2 separate regions of the Sus scrofa genome follow, and region 1 is linked to region 2. A link is a contact called in public HiChIP or PLAC-seq data. All regions are on one chromosome and are shown on one strand. The core of a region is the stretch at or near the end of the contact, and the rest is flanking DNA. Distances in the headings are between cores, read along the strand shown.

What was found. HiChIP or PLAC-seq counts read pairs in DNA pulled down with a chosen protein or histone mark.
Region 1: an H3K27ac HiChIP or PLAC-seq map of skeletal muscle shows a contact between it and region 2. The contact joins the promoter of TGM2 here to the enhancer-like site in region 2. A contact is called at or near these places in 3 of 5 promoter capture datasets (fetal liver, liver and skeletal muscle), 12 of 47 Hi-C or Micro-C datasets (alveolar macrophages, embryonic fibroblasts, fetal heart ventricle and 6 more) and 1 of 2 datasets of contacts at active chromatin or transcription factors (skeletal muscle).

What each region holds. Positions count from the first base shown.
Region 1 is chr17:41,219,729-41,223,594 of Sscrofa11.1, forward strand. It overlaps TGM2 (protein-glutamine gamma-glutamyltransferase 2), which reads right to left and starts at 1,958. Exons shown (of 13, transcript XM_003359989.5): 1 at 1,828-1,958. The coding sequence starts at 1,837.
Region 2 is chr17:41,127,362-41,131,593 of Sscrofa11.1, forward strand. RPRD1B (regulation of nuclear pre-mRNA domain-containing protein 1B) reads left to right here. Exons shown (of 7, transcript XM_021078140.1): 6 at 1-138. Among named protein-coding and RNA genes, the nearest start is that of TTI1, 35 kb to the left of the region's middle. Within about 2 kb of position 1,395, at least 7 of the 83 cell types and tissues checked have an H3K27ac peak or open chromatin away from gene starts, as enhancers often do. A contact at or near this core is called in skeletal muscle, where this site is marked.

The DNA of each region.
Region 1 (3,866 bases), core at 708-3,207, 93 kb after region 2:
CGGGTCACCTCTGTGTCCCTATGGAAGACCCCCTCGAGAGGTGTAAACAAATTGCCTAGGGACTGCCAAGGGCTTCGACGTGGACTACCTCCCCTTAAACCTCACGACTACCCCACTACCACAGTGTCATCACAACCTCCACTTGGTAGAGAGAGACATCCCAGGGCCCCAGGTCTCATGGCAGGTGCCAGCCGCAGCTTTGGGGTCTGAATCCAGGGATATGGATTCTGGAGCCCGCGCTGGTAAACACGGCACTCACAGCTCAGGCTTTGCTGCGTACCCCGCCCCCGCTCCACTCCTCCCATCCCCCGCCCTCCTCCTGTGTTGTTTCAAGCCTCGGAGGAGACCCGGGAAGTTGAGCCCCCACCCCCAGCAGGAGAGACCTCCACTAGCCACAAGGAAGAACTGCCCGCTGGTCTGCAGGGGTGAAGAAACACAGTTTGGGGCAACTTCAACTCCAGAGAGCTTAAGTAGGAAAGAGGCCATTGTCATCTCCCCGGGGAGACCGCAGAGAGATGGTCAGACCGAGGTCTGGGGTAGATGGGGCGCTTTTCTTTCACTGTCTGAAGGAGTTCCAGAAATTGTGCCCAGTCCCAGAGGTGCAGAAAAAACTGGGGTCTAGGATCCCAGGAGTTCCGCACTGAGAAAAGCCCCGAGGTCTTCCAGGCCACTGGGACCCGTGTAGGAAGTGGCCACTCTGGTAACGAGGTAGAGGGCTCATCATAAAGGGCATCTCTAGGGTCCCCCAGCCCTACCGAGGCCCAACCTTTGGGGAGGGGATGGGAAACGGCATGGGGCACAAGTGGTCACCTAGGTGACACATCACAGTCGGCCGTGAGCTGGCTTTCGATCACATGGGTTGGGGACCTGGGTCCCAGGGAGGGGCAGAATGGGTCCGAGATCACACAGCAGGCAGGGAGGCAGGCCTATGTTCCTCCTGCTCTTTCCTGCTCCATCATCTGCCCCGTGTGCCCATCCACATTCGCTCTGCCCACCCTCCTTCCTGGGGCTGCGGTGGTACAGAGGTCATCTCCAAATGCACTTGACCCAAGAGTCAGCCAGGATGAGTCAGTCCAGCAGCATTAGTGCAGGTGCATCTCCCATCATTGAAATCCCTCCTCCAGGATGGTAGCCCTATCCGTGTGTGTGTGTGTGTGTGTGTGTGTGTGTGTGTGTGTGTGCCCCACATGGGGACAGGTAGGAAATGAATTGAGCCCCTTCCTCATTCTTCTCAGGCCTCACAGACACACCAAGGGCGGGCATTACTGTCCCTGTTTTACAAGAGGGGAAACTGAGACTCAACAAGTGACCAAGGAAGGACAAGGGTTGCAGAACTTGAGGGCAAGGAGGGACCTGGGAGAACAAGTCTGCACTCAGTCTCTTACCTCAAAGGATGCTGAAAGCTCCTCTCCAGCCCCCCAGGCTTGGCGGGTACATCTCCAGGGGTAAGTATCTGAGGCCAGGCCAGCACCCTCTGCACAGCTTCATGCCTGGCACACAGCAGGGAGCCAGCCCCCACTCACTGACTAAGGATGAGTGACAACAGTCCCTATCAGAGTACCTTGGGGTTTTCAACACGCCTTCGTGTTGCATTGTCTCAGCTGATCCAAGGAAGCAGGGGTTAATGCCTGTGCCCTGGGGATGGGGAAACTAAGGCCCCAGCAGACCTGGGAGCCAGGCACCTCTCACCCAGCCCAGCCCTCCTGCTATGCTCCAAATCCAGGACTTGGGGACTGAGCCCAGCCTGCCCCGGTGGGACCATCGGAGGAGGGATGGTCAGACCTGGGGCCCCTGAGCAGAGGCGGCGGCGCTGGCCCTGATACTCACCCTCGGCCATGGTCAGGTGGTGGACGTGCTCCTCGAACTGGTGGCAGGACCCTCCAAGTGCAGACCACTGGCGGCTGGCAATGCAGAGGCCAGGAGCGCGGGGAACTTATAGCCCGCTTAGGGGCGGGCCAGGGGCGGGGCCGCGCGGGAAGGCGGGACCTGGGGAGGCGGCGGGCCCCGGCTGGGCTCCGGCTGACTCTCCACCAGCCGGCGGGGGCGCACCGGGGGCAGGAGCCCAGGGATTTAGGGAGGGTTGGGCAAGGGCGCCCCCTGCGGAAGCAGGCAGAGCACGGAGCGGAATGGCAGCCACAGGGACACAGAGGCCAGAACACCGGACACACCTGGATACACAGACTCAGACCTTGGGTAACAGAGACACCTGGACACAGAAACACATGAGCAGAAAGAGACTCGCGATTGTACCAGGAGGTACAGATATACTTGGATACAAAGACATAGACCCGTAGTCAGGGCTGACCGGGATCCAGAAGACACACACACACACAATCAGATACAGAGACATATGGAGCAGGCACAGACACACAGTCAGAGACAGAGGGGTTGGACACGTAGAGACACAGATACCCTCCAACAGATACAGCACATAAACCTGGACACACAAACACAATGACATGGACAGAAAATCAGATTAAAATCAGAGACAGCCAGCCAGACACACAGGAGGACGGGTATCCACCCACCAAGAACCACACACAAATAAGCAGAGGTCCAGATGCACCCAACTCACCGTCACACACGACGGCACGCCATCAGAGGCAGACACAAAAGCAGAGTGGGGCACCTACAGACACCCAAAGGTTCACATACTGGGAGATGGACACACACGCAGACATGGATTCATGTACAGACATGCAGACACACCGGCAAAGACAGACACACCACACCCGTGCCTGTGGCACAGCCCCGACAATTTCCCTATCTCACCCATCCCTCTAGCCATCTAATCATTCATTCGTCCATCCACTCACCCCCCATCCATCCACCCACTTACCCCTCCCGCCCTTCACTGATGGTGTCCTTCACAGGCCCAGCCCATTCCAGAAGGGAAGAAAGCCACCGTCTCAGGGACTTGACCTCTGACCTCTCGCTCCTAGCACCCTGGGGGGGTGGGGGTCCATTGCCCAGTCTTCTCCCTCTCATCCCCTGGCATCTTATGCTTCTTACCCACCATGAGTTCTGGGCAGGGAAGGTCCTTGGAGAGGCAGGGGCCTGTGAGGTGCCCCTACCCCCCCAACCCTTTTTCCAGAATAAATTCCATATCTATTGATAGCTTTGGGTTACAAAATCAGCCCCAGTTTCTGTTCCTATGACACAGCACAGGGAATAAACCTGTGTCGTTTTTAGTGGATGTTTGTCCCTGAGTCAAATGGGCCCTGTCTGGGGTCTTAGTGAACAAACTCAGGGCCCCGCTGACCCCTAAAATAGCTCCAGGATGATTAGCGCCCCATTTTACAGGGGATGTTGTTGCAGAAAATGTTCCCTGCAGCTGGCAAGGGCTCCGAGGAAGGAGCAGGGTGAGTGAACTTCAGTCAAAAAGCCAGGGTTTGGGTTCCCACTGTGTAGCCAAGGGCAGGTATTTCAGCTCTCCAGGTCTCAGTTTCTCCCTCTGCAAAATGGGGGCAAGAATCCTTCCCTGAGAGGCCTGGGGTAAGACTCAACCAAAGTGACTAAGGTTGGGTCCATAGCATGTAGTGAGTGCTCAATAACCGGGATCTCTGAGTTTTGGAGCTAAAATGCCACCTGTCCCAGAACTTGGCCCTGAGGGACAGGGACCTCAAAGAGGAACAGGAGGCCTGGGGACAGTCAGGCTTTGCAGAAGGAAGGCTGCAGGCTCCATGTGGCTGTAAGAGTCAGCCCTGCCCTAGAGGAAAGGACGGGTTTTGTCTTTGTCCCTTCTGTCCCATTTGAAAATGACATGCTACCATCTCCCTTTAGAACCCCACCCGGGAGCTCCCTGGAGGCCAGGTATCCACTGGAGTCTTTTTAGAAAACCCAGCAGGTTTTTCCTGGTGCCTGGC
Region 2 (4,232 bases), core at 145-2,644:
GAAGCGTGTCTGTTACTAGCTGAATATAACGGGCGCCTGGCGGCAGAACTGGAAGACCGACGCCAGCTGGCTCGGATGTTGGTGGAATACACCCAGAACCAGAAAGATGTTTTGTCAGAAAAGGAGAAAAAACTAGAAGTGAGTACCTTGCAAGGCAGACCCAGACTTCCCAAGTTTCCTTTCCTATAGCCTACATTAGGAGGTTTTTATTATGCCTTAATAACATCTTTTTTTCTTTAAAAAAAAAAAAAAAGATTCACGAGATGAGAATATCCATCAGATGTTGTAATTACTTGAATGTAGTTGAAAATTGAGGTCATGTTTTTATATATCCAGGAAAGAACAAATGGAAATATAGAAAACAATGAAGTCTGAAATCACAGCATTGAGGGTCTTATTGTTGCTTTAATTTGAAATTTTTTTAAAACAAAAAACAAAAAAAAGTTGTGGATTGAGGTAAAGAGACACTCAGCAAAGCCAAAGAATGATTGTTTGGTAATATTCAGGAAATGGGTAAAATGTTCTTTCTTTTGGCTTATATCGAGATTTATATCCATCTTGTATCCCTGCTAAGACCAATAAGTAGTCTGCCTCCAAGCTCTGTCTGCAGTCTGTTCTAAAATTCCACATAAACATAATAATGCTCACGGAGCCCAATTCTCCAACTGTTGAGAAAGAACAAATTTCTACCCTGAGTTGACATTGTCTGAGTGCCCTTGAGGAGGGGCTTCAGAACTAGTTTCTCTCCATGCATTTTTCTTGGCTTCTTAATTAATTACATGGTGGTTTATCTTCAGTGCTTAGTCCTCTGCCATAACTGAATCTTCAGGGTGGACATTGGGGAACTTTTACTTGCTTCAAGCTGCTAGGCTTCCTTTTTAGGAGTGTCTACTCTTCTTTTTTTCAAAGAGACATGGAGAAGAGTTGCAGCCAGTGGTACAGGAAGGGAAAACAGGTTTGAGTTGGAGAATCAGTCACCTATTACAAGAAACAGCAGAGTAAACCAGGGAGGGGAGGGGAATGCAGCTCTCTCAGGGGCTGACAGGATTGTATTTGCCTTTCCTCTGACTTGTGCAGGGAAATGAAGGATGGGCACTTTTTACCACGTCATTACCTGCAATGATTACAGGAGCTGTGATGGGTAGTGGTAGTGGGAACTTCATATTCCTAGCCAGCTTGAAAGTGGAAGCTGGGAAACGGCTGTAAAAATAGTACGGCTCAGATTTAGAAATCGACACTGACCAGAAATCCTAAAGGGAGTTTCACAGGCAGTACCAGACGGTCATTTATCTGAAATGCCCGTCTTTCACTGAGGAAGCATTTTCAGCACTGTGCCCTGGGACTAATAAGAGAGTGTAATTAATGATTCTGGTTGTAAGTCACCATGCCATCTGTTGAACTGCCCCTTGGCGACACATTAAGGGCTTTCTCTGATCTGTCAGACATTGATTATCATGAGCAGCTGCTGTTGGGTGGAACGTGGCAAGCTACCATAGAGGACAGAGACTTTGAGAAGGAGATTGGGTTGGCAGAGTGAATTAACTCTTTGTCTCCCTTTCTCCAAGTTGCACTTTCCTCCATCTTTTTCTTGGGGGATCTTTCTGGTGTCTGTAGAACCGGTGGTCTGCTAGATTGCCACAAGAGGTCATTGATACGGGTCAGAGATTCAAGTCTGTTTTACCGCTTTCCAACCCAAATTTCTTTACTCATCTGGGTATTGGAATTCCATTGCTTTAATTTCAGAACAGGTGTGTCCCACCACTGCAAAGGCCAGATTCTGAATGGTTCTTATCCCAAACCATGTCTTATCGCCACTCAAGCAAAACTGTTCATTGTAAAATTGGAGCTAAATTTGCTGCATTTAAAAAATCATCCTCTAGATATAAGATGTTAAGAGATGGCTTTAATTCTTTCTTTATCCATGTATGCTAAAAGTATGAACGGTCTGTTCCCTAGAATCTAAGATTTTTCTCTCACTTTCCATAATAGAGTGGTCTTAATTCCATTATATCTTTATGGTGCTGATAAAACTTGCTAAGTTGGTGCCACTTGAAAGTTGCATTATTACTGTGAATTCTTCTAAATCTTCCAAAAGTCTCTTATTGATGAAGACAGTGTATAAAGTATACTATCAACATATCTTTATTTTTTAACACTTCCAATCCTTGTTTTAAAACTGATACATCAGAATGTTAGTGAAATCTGCTTTTATTTTTTAATCTTTTCACTACTGTTAGTGTATAAATATGGAACTCTCAGAACTCTGGAAGTGTAGTTATTTACTTGAGAGTCTCTTTTCTTCCCAAAGTTCTAATTTGTTAACACTTGAGGTTTTTTTGTTCGTTTTTGTCAAGTCTATGTCTTCCTTATTTAACAAGCATACCTTTTCGTTCTTTCCCTTGAGAGTTTTTTGTTAGATCTTTCGGTAGCGTCTAAATTTTGTGGAAAGGAGTATAATGATTCAAAGAGTCTAGGATGATTCAGACCCTGGGATGTAGAAGACAGTTATGGCTCACAGAGAGATTGTGTTTCTGCCCTCAAGGAAGTCATATTCTTGAATAAAGAGCATGGGTGAACATAAAACCAAACCAAGCGATTGTACATAATACGGATCAAGGAGACAATTGGCAATTATGATTGTGGTTTAAGGTTAAGTCCGAACTTCCTGGCAGGCAGTAAAGCCATTTTGTGAAAGGAGGTAGCAGTTGAGGGAGAGAGATATGTTTGTAAATGGGAAACAGCCAGACTGGAGCAGACAAACGTGTGAAAGAAGACTGAAGCAATGGGAGTGGGGTGCCAGAGCCCCTCTCTGGGAGTTAGGCTCTGTACTCTATAAGGAGTTGAGTTGTTTATTCATCCATCACTTCAGCAAAGCTCATGCCAGGCAGGAGGCAGACAAAGCAGGATGTGCGCCCTCTTTCAGTGAGCTTCCACTCTAGTTGGGGGAGGGAGGGGACAGCAGCCAAAAAAGAGTTAAAGTAGAGTGTGAGAAATGGTATAAGTAAGGGACTGTTCTAACTCATTGTGTTTAAGTTAGAATAGACCAAGAAAAAATGAAGTGTTAATAGTTTAACATATTAAGTTGGTCAGAAGTTTATTTAAAACATAAGAGAATTATAGAGCACACAGTCCATTTTTTAACAATGTAATGCCTTCAGTGGGTCTTCCAAAGTTCACTGGAATATGTGCTCTTTGGTTGCTCTTACAATGTCAGAAACATAACTACTCCTCAGTAGACATTTGTTCTGTGAGTGATATTCATCATCTGATGTAACCTTATTCTATAAAGAAGAGGGGTTTTTATTTTAGGTCGCATTAAAAAATTAATTCTTGGTTGTAAAGAATACATTAGTAAAGAAAGGTGAGTATTTGATGGAAACCAGGTTTCTTCCTTTGTGTTACTTTTCTTTTTTTTTCCTTTAAGTAGAATCGTGATTCGTTTTGAGATGGTTGACATTGGCCTTAAACTCTAGGCAAGGTTAGAAGGAAAGCTGCTTAATATTTGTCATGCACATGAGAAAACAGAAGTGGGAAAGAAGGCATGTAGAAGGAAGCATAAATAGCAGCACAGAAGTGAGGATGAGGAATGAGGATATAAAAGAAGATGAATTCAAAAAGGAAAAGACCAAAGGTACCAGAAAAGCCTCTAAACTTCAGCTGTTGTTTTTGTTTGGTTTTTTTGGGGGGGGGTAATTTTAGGGCCTCCCCTGTTGCATATGGAAGTTTCCAGGCTAGAGGTTGAATCAGAGCTGCAGCTGCCAGCCTACACCACAGCCACAGCAGCGCCAGATCCAAGCTGTGTCTGCAACTTATACCCACAGCTCATAGCAACGCTGGATCCTTTAATCAGTGAGCTAGGCCAGGGATCAAACCCAAGTCCCTCAAGGATACTAGTTGGGTTTGTTAGTGCTGAGCCACAACGAAAACTCCCTAAACTTCAGTTTTTAGAGCAAAGGGAAGATTTGTTTCTGGGTAACAGCCACCATTATCCCAAGTGACTGATGGAAGCTCACAAACCATAGATAGAGTAGGATGGACAGAATTCCTGTCTTGTCAGTTTGGAGAATGCATGATAGGGGTATGTTCTGTCTGGTTGGGGCTTGTGAAAGGGAGAGAGAGAGGAAGAAATTATTTGTACAAGCATTGAAGAAAAAAGGGGGGGGCAGGCACCCATAATTTTACCTCCTTAACATATCTCCACACAAAAACTTTTACACAGCTGTTTATAACAT